Linked DNA regions of Macaca mulatta: region 1 is linked to region 2. A link is a contact called in public Hi-C data. All regions are on one chromosome and are shown on one strand. Each heading gives the region's core, a stretch centred on a gene start, on an enhancer-like site or on the middle of the called end of the contact. The rest is flanking DNA. Distances are from core to core; before and after follow the strand shown. Region 1 holds the start of CTTNBP2NL (CTTNBP2 N-terminal like). Region 2 holds the start of RHOC (ras homolog family member C).

Region 1 (6,669 bases), core at 861-3,360, 320 kb after region 2:
ATCAGACATATATCCCCTGCATAGTACGCTTTTCTTCATCTGGCATGACCAAACAGGTGTTGAAAAGGTTAAAGGAAAGATTTTCAAGACCCAAAAGTGTAACAAACAGATCTTGCTTACTGTGCTAAATAATAAAAGAACATTATTTGCTTTTTCCTATTAAAGCTCAGCAATCACCACAACTTTGGTTTGCTTAGTCTCTTACCTTAGTTTATTTTCTGTTCTCTGCTGATGTAATACAACTTATCTTTTTGGGATTTTCTGTTCTACTTTTAGCTTTTTCTGCTGTTATTGCAGGGAGCCCATGTTTTACCCTTCTATTGCAGCACACATTGTGTTTGCTAGAGACACCCTCCAGTTTCTTCTTTGTGCTTTCTTATTGGAGATTTGGAAACGCTCACTAAGAAGATCTGTGAGCACTCTGAAACCTTCAATTCTAACTATTCAAAAATAATTACCCTCAGGAAGTCTAATCAAGAAGGTAAAAGACAACAGTCATTACAATCACCCTCTGTGATTCCAACTCCTTGAACTTCATTGCCATCAGCTTTGGCTATAGTTGACAGCGGGGAGGTGGACTTGAGATTGAAAGCAAAAAAAAAACTATGCTAAAAATATGGTAAATTTTAATATATAAAAGTGCTAGCGATAGATGATTACTGGGGATTCAACGACATTAACTTGAGGTCAAAATCAACACTTTGCACCTGCTGAAATGAAGGCCACTTGACAAAACCTTTAGGAGCACACTAGAGGCACTTTTTGGTAAACATGAATAGCTAGAACACCTTGCCTTTATTTACTTTGATCTCTGAGATTAAAAAATTACTTTTCATCGTCTAAATTTTGATAGATGATCGTAAAACCAATCAAAATATACATGAATGTTTCCTGGGGGCGGGGGAGACACTATAAAAAAGGGGTTAGAGAGTAACCAAAGGACACAGGACTAGATTAATCATAAGCCTAGATGACTGACCCTGAATTTTCTTCAAACACTTCCTGCCTTTTGTTTCAAACTGCAGTATACCTTCAAGGTTAACTGCAGTCTCCCTGAGCAATGGACCAGCCCATCCTAGACTGGGATATACTCATTCCTAATCCACTGCTATTTATTTACTTATGTATACTGTTTCATTTGAAAACATGGTGTTATTCATTGACTGTCAAGCAACATACACTGCATTCCTGCCCACACAAAGCCAACTCTGCAGATATCCAACACACCCACCTCACTGTGAAATATAACATGGCTTTTCATCAAGTTCTCAGAGAAGAAATAGGGTGGAAAAGGAAAAATGAAACGCAATTCAAACCTAAGAAACCCTTAGAGGCTGGGTTCTCCCAGAAGGAACAGAAAGTAGAAGAAAGGTACAAAGGGCGAGGGAGAGGAGGTCCTAGTTCTCCCTCTTTCAGAGTCCAAAGAAGTCCCAAAACAGGAGAGCTCTCGACTCCTCACAAGAGGCCAGAGGATGTGAGGGGCGGCGGGAGGAAGACTGAGCATCAGAGAATGGGGGATGGGAAGAACTTAAGTGGGAGAAGCCGTTTCCTCGGTAAAGCTGGCTGTCTAGGTCGGTCTTTGATTTTTGCTTCGCCCCATCCCTCTTTTTTGGGAAACACTAATTTTATCTTACGGAGGAAAGCAGCTCCAGTCCCACCCTGGAGAGCAGAGACAGGTGTAGGGAGGGATGTCTGGCCTTCCGGGGGTGCAAAACGGGGTTGGGGGCGGCAGCCTAGAGAATCGGTACGGTACCTGTGAGTCCTCTCCTCCAAGGCTGAGGTGCGGGGTGGGAAGAGCCTTTGAATGAGGGGTATCAGAGGGAAGCCCCTTCTGAGGAGCTGGGAATCGACGAGGGACAAAAAGTAGCTGTGAGGACCCTCAAAGGATGAGGAGCCGCCTCCTCGGGGAATACCGGGAGGTGGAGGAGATGGCCCCGCCCCCTCAGGGGATGGGCCCAGAGGCCGTTAGGACAGCGGCGGGAAGCTACCGGTGCCCCTATACTTGCTTTGCTCTTGAGAACCCGGCCTCTCAGCCATCATCAAGCCCCAGGGAGTGTGGTTCCTACCTTTCCACGACGCACCGGGCTCCGCTCCCCTCCGCCTCTACTCCCCATCCACAGCGGCAGAGGCCCCGCCCCCTCAGCCGCCCGGCGGGGGCATTGGCATTCACCAGCGCCAATCGCCTCCTTGCTTCTCCAGCATTGTCCCCAATCCGCGCCGGCTGGAGGCGGAGCTTCTCCAATGTCATTCAGGCTCCTCCCGGGGCCCCAAGATCCCTTTTGTTTGGGAAGAGCAAGGCTGGGATTGAGCTCGCGTCACTTCCGGGAGGAAGCGCCGTCCTCGGTCCCGGGCTTCAGGATGGGCTCGTGCCCCTCCCGGCCCTTGGTCTGCAACTTTCCACCTCTGCGTGGTTTCTGGGCAGGACCGTGGCTAGTGCTTAGTGCTTTTCCCTGACTGTACGGGGAGTTTAGGAAAGGAGGGCTCTGGTGGCCTGATCGATTGGGATTTTTTCCAGAATGTTAATAAATGAAGTGGGCTTTGATGTCTGCATTAGAATGAATTAGTTGTTGAAAACCTGGCTTCCTTGCTCCCCCCTTTTTTTCTTTTTTCTGGACGCGACTGTGGGCGTGGTGCTGCAAGCAAGGGTGCAAAGATGAAACACCTGGAGATCACCCTTCTCTCAACCACAGTTTGTACAGAAGAGAATACTAATTTTGGGGGACATAAATCCAGCCGACCTGCTTTCCAGGCAGAAGTCGAATAATTGCAAATTTGTGTGGCAGGTTTTTCCACACTATGCTTGCCAGCTGAGGCGACTTTTTTCTGTCCTTGGCCTCATTATATTGCGGGGAATGGTGTTTGCCGTGAAGTTAAACAATGGAGAGTACAGAGGATGCAAGGAATGTCTGCCTTGTGAACACAGGAATGCAGATCTTGGTGGCAGCAAGTCTTAGGCAGGACCGAGTAACTCAGAAAGGGGAGTGGATGTATAACTAGTTGTATCCCTACCTGAAGTCAAAGTTTCTGAATTCCATTTCCACAGAATGGCTGTCAGCTCACAGATTGATTCAGCTGGTTACATTTACGATAACCACATTATTTTAAATACAATATAGTAAATATTTGAGACGAATATTTATAATGCACAAATAATGTAGTACACTTAATACATTATCCCTAAACTTAGCAATTATAATTCGCAAGACAGCATTAGGGACCTAGTACTTGCCTAGGCAAACAGTCCTCAAGGCAGATGCCGCCTGCCCCATGCAGTTTACAGTCTGACCGAGGGATGTGATCAGTCTGTGCGATTATAGTCTGAAAGAAGTAAACGAGTATTTATCATGTTATCACTGTGCCATGTACTTTCATTTAAATGGTATTTGATGTCATCTTCAGTACTGTATGAGAAATCTGTCCTACAGTGTAGGATAGACACCATTGTGTCCAATTTACAGATGAGAAGATAGAGATTCAGAGAAGTCAAATAAAGTCATAGAGCTAGTAAATAGTAAATAATTTCCAGTAAGGATGTATGACTCCAAACTTATGCCATATTCTGCTCACTTCACACTGGCTCTCACATGGTGGACTAAAAATGGGTGTGGATGATTGTAAAGCAAACATTAGAGCCAGAAGGAAAGCTCCATGCCTCCCCCTGTTGATTTTAGGCTTGGGAGGGTCATCTCTATACATGAAGGACAGCAAGACTATGTGTGGAGGTGCTCAATAGCAGCATAAGTGAATCTGGTGTAATGATGTAGGATATACCGAACTTCAGAAAGGCATCATGCCTTGTGTTCTGAACACTGACAATCTGAAAGGTAAGATGAAGGGCCCGGCACAGAGTAGGTACTCAATAAATACTGACTGGAAATAAAATGTCTGAAATGATTACAAATATGGAGTGTTAGGTGCTGGAACAGGCAAAGGAACTTGAAAAATCCCATTTCCTCCTCCTCCCCTTTGCTCTGCCTATGGGTATGCAATGAGGAAGTGCCTCATCGCCTGACAATGAAGCAGATGTGGGAGAACAGGCTATTTTCTGCTAGCTTCTGAGTCACTCTAAGAGTTGTTCTAGTGAATCAGCTCCTCCCTTGTTTTTTGTTTTTTGTTTTTTTTTCGAGACAGAGTCTCGCTTCTTTTCGCAGACTGGAGTGCAATGGCGCAATCTCTCACTACAACCTCCGCCTCCTGCCTCCCGAGAAGCTGGGATTACAGGCACCTGTCACTGTGCCCCGCTAATTTTTGTATTTTTAGTAGAGATGGGGTTTTGCCATGTTGGCCAGGCTGATCTCGAACTCCTGACCTCAGGTGATCCACCCGCTTTGGCCTCCCAAAATGGCTGGGATTACAGGCATGAGCCACCATGCCCGGCAGGTCCTCCCTAGTTTCCCTCATTCCCTTTGTAACTGTTAACCCACCACCACCCATTCTTTTCCCTGGCTGAGTGGGTGGGAGCAGTGCCCTGTGACCTACTTCCTTTAGAGCAATGGGCAGCTCCCCTGATTTCCTAGCTTCCCTTCTGCGTGTTCCTAAATGAGTGTAGATGGACTCAGCAAAAATGAAAACAACCCTTGTAGGATTCAGAGTCCTAAGGCTGTTCAGATTGCTTTCCTTTTAATTGTTCACCCCTAGAAGTAGGGAACAGGCAGGACTTGTGAACCTCGTGTATCTTTGAGACGGTAGCAGTGAGAGAGTTATGGAGCCTTGGGATTCTTCAATATACAAACCTTGTAAATAAATTTAGAGTCTGGTGCATAGGTGTATGCAGAGGTAAAAAATGGTTCATAACAATATCTTAGATTTGTATAACAAAATATAACATTTTAATGTCTATCATTTTATCAACTGGACAGTAAAATATTTATTAAATACCTATTGTGTGTCAGGCAACAACTTAAAGTGCTTAAAAATTACAGATTGTGTCGATTTTTTCCAAATAAGTAAACTTTCTAAGAAGGTATTCCATAAATGTTTGTTGCTGGCTTGGGGAGGCAGCAATGAAGTAAAAGAGGCCTAGACTAGAGGTTAAAAAATCTGGAGTCTAGTTCTCATTCTGTCATCAACTATAGTAGTTTTCAACTGGGTGGCTTAAAACAACAGAAATGTGTTCTGTCTCAGTTCTTGAGGCTAGAAGTACAAAATCAGGGTGTTGGCCAGGTGCAGTGGCTCAGCCCTGTAGTGCCAGCACTTTGGGAGGCTGCGGTGGGCGGATCACCTGAGGTCAGGAGTTCCAGACCAGCCTGGCCAACATAGTGAAACCCCGTCTCTACTAAAAATACAAAAATTAGCTGGGCGTGGTGGCAGGAGCCTGTAATCCCAGTTACTTGGAAGGCTGAGGCAGGAAAATTGCTTGAACCCAGGAGGTGGAGGTTGCAGTGAGCCAAGATCGTACCACTGCACTCCAGCCTGGGCAACAAAGAGCGAAGCTCCGTCTCAAAAAAAAAAAAAAAAAAAAAAAATAACAGGGTGTTGACAAGGTTGGTTCCTTCTGGGGGCTCTGAGAGATGCTCCATCCCATGTCTCTCTCACCTGGCTTCTGGTGGTTCCCGGTGATCACTGGCTTGTAACTACATCATCCCAATCTCTGCCTCTGTCTTCACATGGCCTTCTTCTCTCTATGTCTCAGCGTTTCTGTATGTCCTCTCCTCTTCTTATAAAGGACCCACTCACGTCGTACTTAGAGCCCACTCTAATCCACCATGATGTCATCTGAACTCATGACATCTGTGAAGACCCTATTTCCAAATAAATTCACAGTGTGAGATGGGTGCACATGAATTTTGGGGGGACACCATTCGACCTGATACACAAACTTACTTGGCAAAGTAGCCTTCTCACTTAACTCCATTTAAGTTCATTGATAAAAGGCATGAAAGTAGTGGACTAATTCCTAAAGATCATTTCAGCCTATGATTTAATATAATGATATATGCTAGATACATTAATCAAGCTATTCAATTATGTGCTAAGCATTATGCAATTTTTTATATGACATCTCATTTCATCCTTAAAAGAATTCCACGAGATAGATGTTAACAGTCCCCTTTTGCAGGTGAGGAAATTGAGGCACACAGAGGTCAAAGGTCATGGAATTCGTAAGTGATGAACACAGAATATTTACTTAGATCTGATTCCAAAGTGCACCCTCAAAATTACTATGCTCTATCATCTCTCCATCATGCTAAGTGGGTTAGGAAGATGGGGAATGCAACAAATATTTTCAAATTTGATATAGAATATTTGGAGCTGAGTAGCAATTTCCTGGAATTATGTGTATAGTTTGGACTTTATTTATTTATTTATTTATTTATTTATTTATTTATTTATTGAGACAGAGTCTCACTCTGTTGCCCAGACTGGAGCGCAGTGGCCCAGTCTCTGCATACCGTAAGCTATTCTCCGGCCTCAGCCTCCCAAATAGCTGGGATTACAGGCGCGCGCCTTACCGCCGTCTAATTTTTGTATTTTTAGTAGAGACAAGGTTTCACTATGTTGGCCAGGCTGGTCTCGAACTCCTGACCTCAAATGACACACCTGCCTCGGCCTCCCAAAGTGTTGAGATTACAGGTATGAGCCACCGCGTCCGGCCTGGACTGATTTTAAAACAAGGGAAAGCAAGAGAAGTGGGGATAGTGGGTGGCAATAAAGGCTTGATAGCTTGGA
Region 2 (6,636 bases), core at 437-2,936:
CAGCCTGGGCCACAGAGCGAGACTCCGTCTCAAAAAAAAAAAAAAAAAAAAAAGAAAAAATTAAAATTTTTTAATTAAAGAAATCTACACATCACCTTATCTTGAAAACTTCACCTGCTGTTCAGGACTGGGTATCCCACAGCCACACAGGCCCACACTACAGCAATGACCTCCTGTATCATAACTGTCTACATTAGGAGTCAGTAGGGAGTGGCAATTAAGAACAGGGGCTCTAGAGTTCAGTTGTTTGGGTTCTAGTGTCAGACCCAGCACTAGCTTTGTAACCTCTCTGAACCTCAATTTGCTTCTCAGTAAAATGAAGATAGCTACCTCATGAGATTTTTGTAGTTAATGTATGTGGACCCAGGTCCATGTAATATGGATTCAATAAATGTTAGCCATCTTGAAATTGTCTGCATTCCTCATTTAGACTCTTAAGTTGTTTGAAGGCAGAAATGGATCTTCCAAACATAGCTCTCAGTTCACCCTCAAGAAATGTTTACTGAGCCAGTTAAGAGGCCTGGGGTCAAACTGCTGTGGACCTCAGTTTTCACATTTGTCAAATGTCTGGATTGCACTTCAGATAAAGTCTGTATGACTCCTAACATTCATTCATTCATCAAATATTTGTTGGCAACCTATTACGTGCCACTCACTGTGCTAGACAACGGGGGAAGGGACAGGCTGGAGGAGCCTGGGAAGTAGCAGGGCCAGACCACCAGTTTGGAGCCAGACAGGCCCGGCTTTGTGAATTCTTGCTGTCACAAGTCAAAAACATTTGTGTAAGCCACTTGATTTCTCTGAGCCTCAGCTTCCCTATGGGCAAAAAGGGATGGGTATATTTTCCCCAAAGATCTGTGATGAATATTGAAAGGGTTAAGCTGTGTAGTGTCCCAAGCACAAGCCAATGAAATGTTGGTGGACGTCCTCATTCTACTCCCACCTCCTCAGCTTCCTTACAGGAAAAGGAGATACGCGTGTAGGTAAGTATCCTATACACCAAGTCAGAACTAGAAGTGGGAACAGAATTCCCAGCTGGGATCCGGAAGCATTTCTAGGAGCACCCTTTGAGGAGTAGGTAGGAATTGGACTCCTGGAAATTCCAGGCCCAGGGAGGAAAGCGAATTGTGAGGAGGAACGCTGGTCTGGGTCTGAACGGCTCTGAGAGGTCTTCAAGTTTGGGGGATGACGTTGGGCTGTACGATCCTAGGAACAAGAGAGTGGACATCTCCCCCAACCAACACACCCACGCCGGGCCCTGGGACGTGCCGGGGGCTGCCCTTTCCCAGTCCCGCCTCCGGAGAGGTCCCAGGTGCAGCAAGAGCTGGTGGCTGATTGGCCACAGGAGGGCAGCAGCGGCCCTTCCTGACCCCACCCCGAGCACTCTTAACTTTCCCGACGCCGGTCCTCCCCTAGGGGCTGGAAGGTTGGGCAGAGTGAGTTCACCCAGGTAGTGCTGGCCCCGCTCGCCCGGCTCCTCCGCAGTCCCGGAATAACCCCGTGGCCCTCCCCTACCTGGCGGAGTGGACGCCCCCGGCCCCAGGCCTGCGGACCAGGGAAGCGGCGGCCGCCCTGCGCGGGGCCGGGGCGGGCCGAGCCAAGGGCCGCCCCCAGCCGACCCTCCCCCTGCCGGGCCCGCCCTCCCCGCCGCGGAGCTGGAGGAGGGCGGGGCGGGGCCCTGGGGTCAGTCTGAGCCTCAGGCACCGGCCGCGCAGCTGGAGGCGGCGGAACCGAAGGTACCCTGGGCCGGGGCTGCGGGCAGCGGGGCGTCTTGGGAACTCGTCCCCGGGAGAGCACTTTGCCTTCCTCTCTGGGCCGGAGATCGAGGCCCGTGCAGGGAGGGGGCTTCGGCCTGGGCTTGGACCCCGTTCCCTCCCTGCGGAGTCGGCATCCGGGCTGGGCGGGGGTCGGCCGCGTCGGCACCTCCCCGGGCTGCAGCGAGGGGGCCCGGACTTGCTGGCAGGGGCTCTCGCCTCCTGAGGTCCGAGTCGGAGCCCCTTCCCCTCTCCTTCCAGCTTCCTGGAACCTGCCCCGCCGGGTGAGGGGCGAGGGAGCCTCAACTCAGACGCTCCAGCCCCCAGGGCGGGCGGCCGCAGGGGACCTAGAGTGGGATGGGGTGGGAATTCCTCCAGGCCAGGAGGGAGGCATGGCGGGAATAGGGGCGGGATGTGACCATTGGGACCTGCCACTGTTCGGCAGGGTCTGGACGCCGCCCTAGACGGTTCCTGGAGCCCGCTTGTGTTGAGGATAAGGGAGATGGGGAAGGATCCAACTGTGTGTGTGTGTGTGTGTGTGTGTGTGTGTGTGTGTGTGTGTGTGTGTGTGTGTGTGTGTGTGTGTGTGTGTGTGTGTGTGTGTGTGTGTGTGTGTGTGTGTGTGTGTGTGTGTGTGTGTGTGTGTGTGTGTGTGTGTGTATCCTGGGGTTTTGGGGCTGGGATCCTGAGGCCGAGTCCCACCCTCACTCTGGTTTTAAAGTTGAGAATGAGGTATCTCCTGGTATCTCCAGAACGGATTCCTTCCCTAGGTGTAGGGTGGGTCAGCAAAGTCAACCGGCCGCTCTGGATCATCTGGGAATTCAAGAGAGCGGTTGGAGAGAGATCTGGTGTATCCACACTGTCTTGTCTTGGGGAAGGCCCCAGAAGTTCCAGGCTCCATTCCAGGACCTGTGTGGGGCTCAGTTGCCCCTCTTAAGGGGTCAGTGGGACAGTCCCTCTGGGGCTGCCTCCCATAGGGAGTTATCCATGCCATCTTGGCCTTGGGCCTAGTGTCCTGGCCTGGCCTGGGCTGCCTGCTGTTCCGGCCCAACCATAGCCTGGAGGGAAGGTCTTCTAATTGAGCTGGAGGCTCCAGGTCCCTTAACGCATGCCTCAACCCCAGGCTTCTGTCCTCTGCCTCTTTCCACTCTGGTGCCATCTGAATTACCCTGCTGGGGGGACAGCAGTGACATACTCATGCCTAAGTGACTGGCTTTCACCCCAGTAGTGATTGCCCTCCAACACTGCCCACCCCAGGGTGGGGCTACCCCAGCCCATCTTTACAAAACAGGGCAAGGTGAACTAATGGAGTGGGTGGAGGAGTTGGAAGAAATCCTAGCGTCAGTCACCTGGATAGAATTCCCGAGGAACCCTCTTTTTGGAGGGTGGTTTCCATTTCTGGAGGCTATCTGCCGGCAGGGTGAAAGCCTTCTTGCTTGTCTTCTGGGGAATCAGAGAGAGTCCATTTTCTGGTGGGAAGAGTGTGGCTGTGTACTTTGAACTCCTGTAAATTCTCTGACTCACGTCCACAAAACCGACAGTTTTGTGAATGTGTGTGGAGGCAAGGGAAGGGCCACCTAGGATCTGCTGTTGAAGGGAACAGGCCTGGGGCTGGAGGATTCGTTTCCTAAAGGGCAGTGTGAGGTGGTGGCGGGGTGTGGGGAGTAGAGGCCTTCAGTCAGCCCAGTTTGACAGGATGTGGGACTGAGAGAAAAAGCTAGGTTTGAAGCCGAGATCAGGTTACCGTCGCTTTCTTAACTGCTCCCTGCCTGGTTGGTGCTGGGACTGGCCCTCATTTGTCTCTTCTTTTGGGACTCCTCCCAACCCAGACTCTAGCCCCCTCCCCCTTCCCAACAGCCTTGACTTCATCTCAGCTCCAGAGCCCGCCCTCTCTTCCTGCAGCCTGGGAACTTCAGCCGGCTGGAGGCCGGTTCCCCTCCCCAGGGAAGGAGGAAGTGAGGGAAGCTGCGAAGGTGTGATGAACTGTGCAGATGCTCGCCGTGTGTGCTGGGGGTGGGGGACACTTGGAAGCCCGGGAAGCTGACTCCTTGCCCTGAGTCACAGGGAGGGGTGGGCAGGGCCTGTGGGTGAGCTGGACCAAGGGAGGAAGGGACTGTTCCAGAGTGGGTGGAGGTGATTCCCTGGTGGATTCTTCTCAGTCACTGTGCTGTGGTGGATGTGTGGCTCCCTACAGTGTGGTCATTGTCCCCTGCCAGGGGCTGAGTGACCCAGTGTTGCTGGCAGGCCCAGGAGGAAGGGGGGAGGAAGGCAGCCTGCCCAAACTCGAGCTGTGGGCACTGCTGGGACTGAGCCTCCTTTGTATGACTTGGGGCTTTGGGGACGGGGTGGGGTGGACCAGGGAAGCTGGCTGGCTGCTGCCCCTGTCCTCTGGGTTTCCCTGCTTCTGCTCTCCTTCCTACCGCTGAGGTGACATGTCGAAGAGGCACGGCTTTGAGTCACACAGTCCTGCTATGGATGCTATCCCTGCCGCTTATAAGCCACAGCTCTGAATCTGTCTTAACCTCATTGAGCCTTAGTTTCCTAGTTTGTCAAAATGGAAAGTACACCATCTACCTCCCAGGCATCTGGGGACCAAAGGAGATAATTCCTGCCAAAATGCCCGACAGAGTGCCTGGCACCTAGGGACTCTGTAACTATTCTTCCTTTACCCACCTACCACCTGGTAGCTGGTTCTGCTACTCTGGTCCTAGAGAGGGACTCCTTATTTGTGACTGGACAGGTATGACTTGTGCTGAGGGACAATCTGTTCTAGATTGGACCTTAGAGATTATTAAACTGTAAATGCATCAAAATCCTGGTAGCCAATGAAGTCTGACTTGAAACCCTGATGTGTGAAGTAGATAGAAGCTTGCTCCCTGGACGTCCCGCATCCCTGAGCAGCTCTTTAGCTACCTGGAGTCCCCAAGTTGGCAAGTGGATTAGATTGAAACTCATGTTTTCCAGCTCCCAAGTGGGGTCATCATCCACCTCCCACCACTGTATTCTAACCCATCGAGGGAGACCTGTCCCTGACCCAGAGATTAGGAATTTCGAGCTCTGTTGTTGCACAATTGGTGTTTGGCCAGAAGATGCCTGAGCAAGCCCCCTGTCCCTTTGCTAGAGGCCTCGGTTTCCAGGAAGGTTTGAGGGCCCTAGAGAAGTGTTTTTGGACTTTAATGGCTTTTCCTCAAATCCTCAATACCTCTTTCCTGGCAGCCCCACCATGGCTGCAATCCGAAAGAAGCTGGTGATCGTTGGGGATGGTGCCTGTGGGAAGACCTGCCTCCTCATCGTCTTCAGCAAGGATCAGTTTCCGGAGGTCTACGTCCCTACTGTCTTTGAGAACTATATTGCGGATATTGAGGTGGACGGCAAGCAGGTGAAGGCAGAGATGCCCTTCCCACCCGACCCTGATCCCCGCCCCCAGTCACTGAATGACCTAGTATGTCCTTCCCCACTCCTACCCCTGTCCTTGTGTCATTCTCCCTGCTGGAACCAGTAAAAGTTAGGAAGTATATCTGCAGTCTTAAAAAACCTGGATATACTTTCTGGTTCTCCCACAGACTGGCTCTGTAACCTGGGCCGAGTCCCTTTGCCTCTGGGTTTAAGCTCCCCCACCTGCAAAATGGGGATGATGGTAAGACCTCCCTCAAAGGGTTGTCGTGAGAATTAACCAAAATAATGGTGCTCACAGTGGCAACTCAAGGGTCAAACACGTGTCTTAGCTTTCTTTAACAAACTGACCTAATTTATGTTGTGGGACAGTGATTAATACAATGCCTGGCACATAGCAGGTACTCAATAAAGAAGTTCAGTGAGCCCAAAGAACAGTGGTTTCAGAGGACCTTTGGGTGGCAGGGTTGGGGCCCTCAGGCCAGCTACTCACTGGCCTTGTGTGTCAGGTGGAGCTGGCTCTGTGGGACACAGCAGGGCAGGAAGACTATGATAGACTGCGGCCTCTCTCCTACCCGGACACTGACGTCATCCTCATGTGCTTCTCCATCGACAGCCCCGACAGCCTGGGTGAGGAGATTGGAGGGAGGGGACTGAGAACCCCTCGGAATCAGCCAGAGGTGTCGTGCCTTGGCCTGTCTTCAGTCATCTTCAGAGATGGGGGGTGGGGATGCAGGGGAGCACTCAGGCCCTGCTGGTCTCCTTTACTGTGGTAACTGGCCCTCTGAAGGCATACTGCTCTTGAGGTTTTGAGCTGTGAAAGGGACCATCATGCTGAATGGCTTCTAAGATTCTGCTGTGGGAAGATGAGGGCCCCCCAGGGGAGCTTTCTAGCTTAAGTGGAGGCACCGACACCTGTTGGGGCATGTCTGCACAGAAAACATTCCTGAGAAGTGGACCCCAGAGGTGAAGCACTTCTGCCCCAACGTGCCCATCATCCTGGTGGGGAATAAGAAGGACCTGAGGCAAGATGAGCACACCAGGAGAGAGCTGGCCAAGATGAAGCAGGTGGGTGCGGCTGCCAGGCTGGAGCCCCTGGGGAAGAAGGCACCCTCTGAGGGGTTGCAGACGGGCAAAGGGAGCTTCTTTCCAGCTACTGCCATGTGTTAGGGGAGATGGTAATATCTCCTGGTGAGGGAGGACCCGTAGGGTTGTGTCTGATGAGGCATCAGAGAATGAAGTGACTTGTCCAAAGTCACTTGGCATTTTTATTTATTCCAGTTAATTGTCCATTCTGTTTAGAATTGGGACTATTAAGATGATTAAGAAAATCTGCCCTCGGGGAGACAGCTTATGTTCGGGTACCCAGGCTGTGCCATCACAGTGCCCCTGGGGGAGGTGTAGGGTGATGTGGATGTGGGAACGAGGGCAAGCATTGTGTAAATGGCTGGAAGAAGGGATGAGAGAGCTGGCTTATTCAGGGACCTAA

The links. Hi-C and Micro-C count contacts between places; a contact is called where the count stands out from the background.
Region 1: a Hi-C map of fetal cortex germinal zone shows a contact between it and region 2, with 4 times the contacts expected there. The contact joins the promoter of CTTNBP2NL here to the promoter of RHOC in region 2. A contact is called at or near these places in 4 of 14 Hi-C or Micro-C datasets (blood, fetal cortex germinal zone, fetal cortical plate and 1 more).

Annotation. Positions count from the first base shown.
Region 1 is chr1:127,872,335-127,879,003 of T2T-MMU8v2.0, forward strand. It overlaps CTTNBP2NL (CTTNBP2 N-terminal like), which reads right to left and starts at 2,111. Exons shown (of 6, transcript NM_001257547.1): 1 at 2,067-2,111.
Region 2 is chr1:127,552,111-127,558,746 of T2T-MMU8v2.0, forward strand. RHOC (ras homolog family member C) reads left to right here and starts at 1,687. Exons shown (of 5, transcript XM_015148464.2): 1 at 1,687-1,736; 2 at 4,971-5,133; 3 at 5,657-5,777; 4 at 6,085-6,215. The coding sequence starts at 4,978.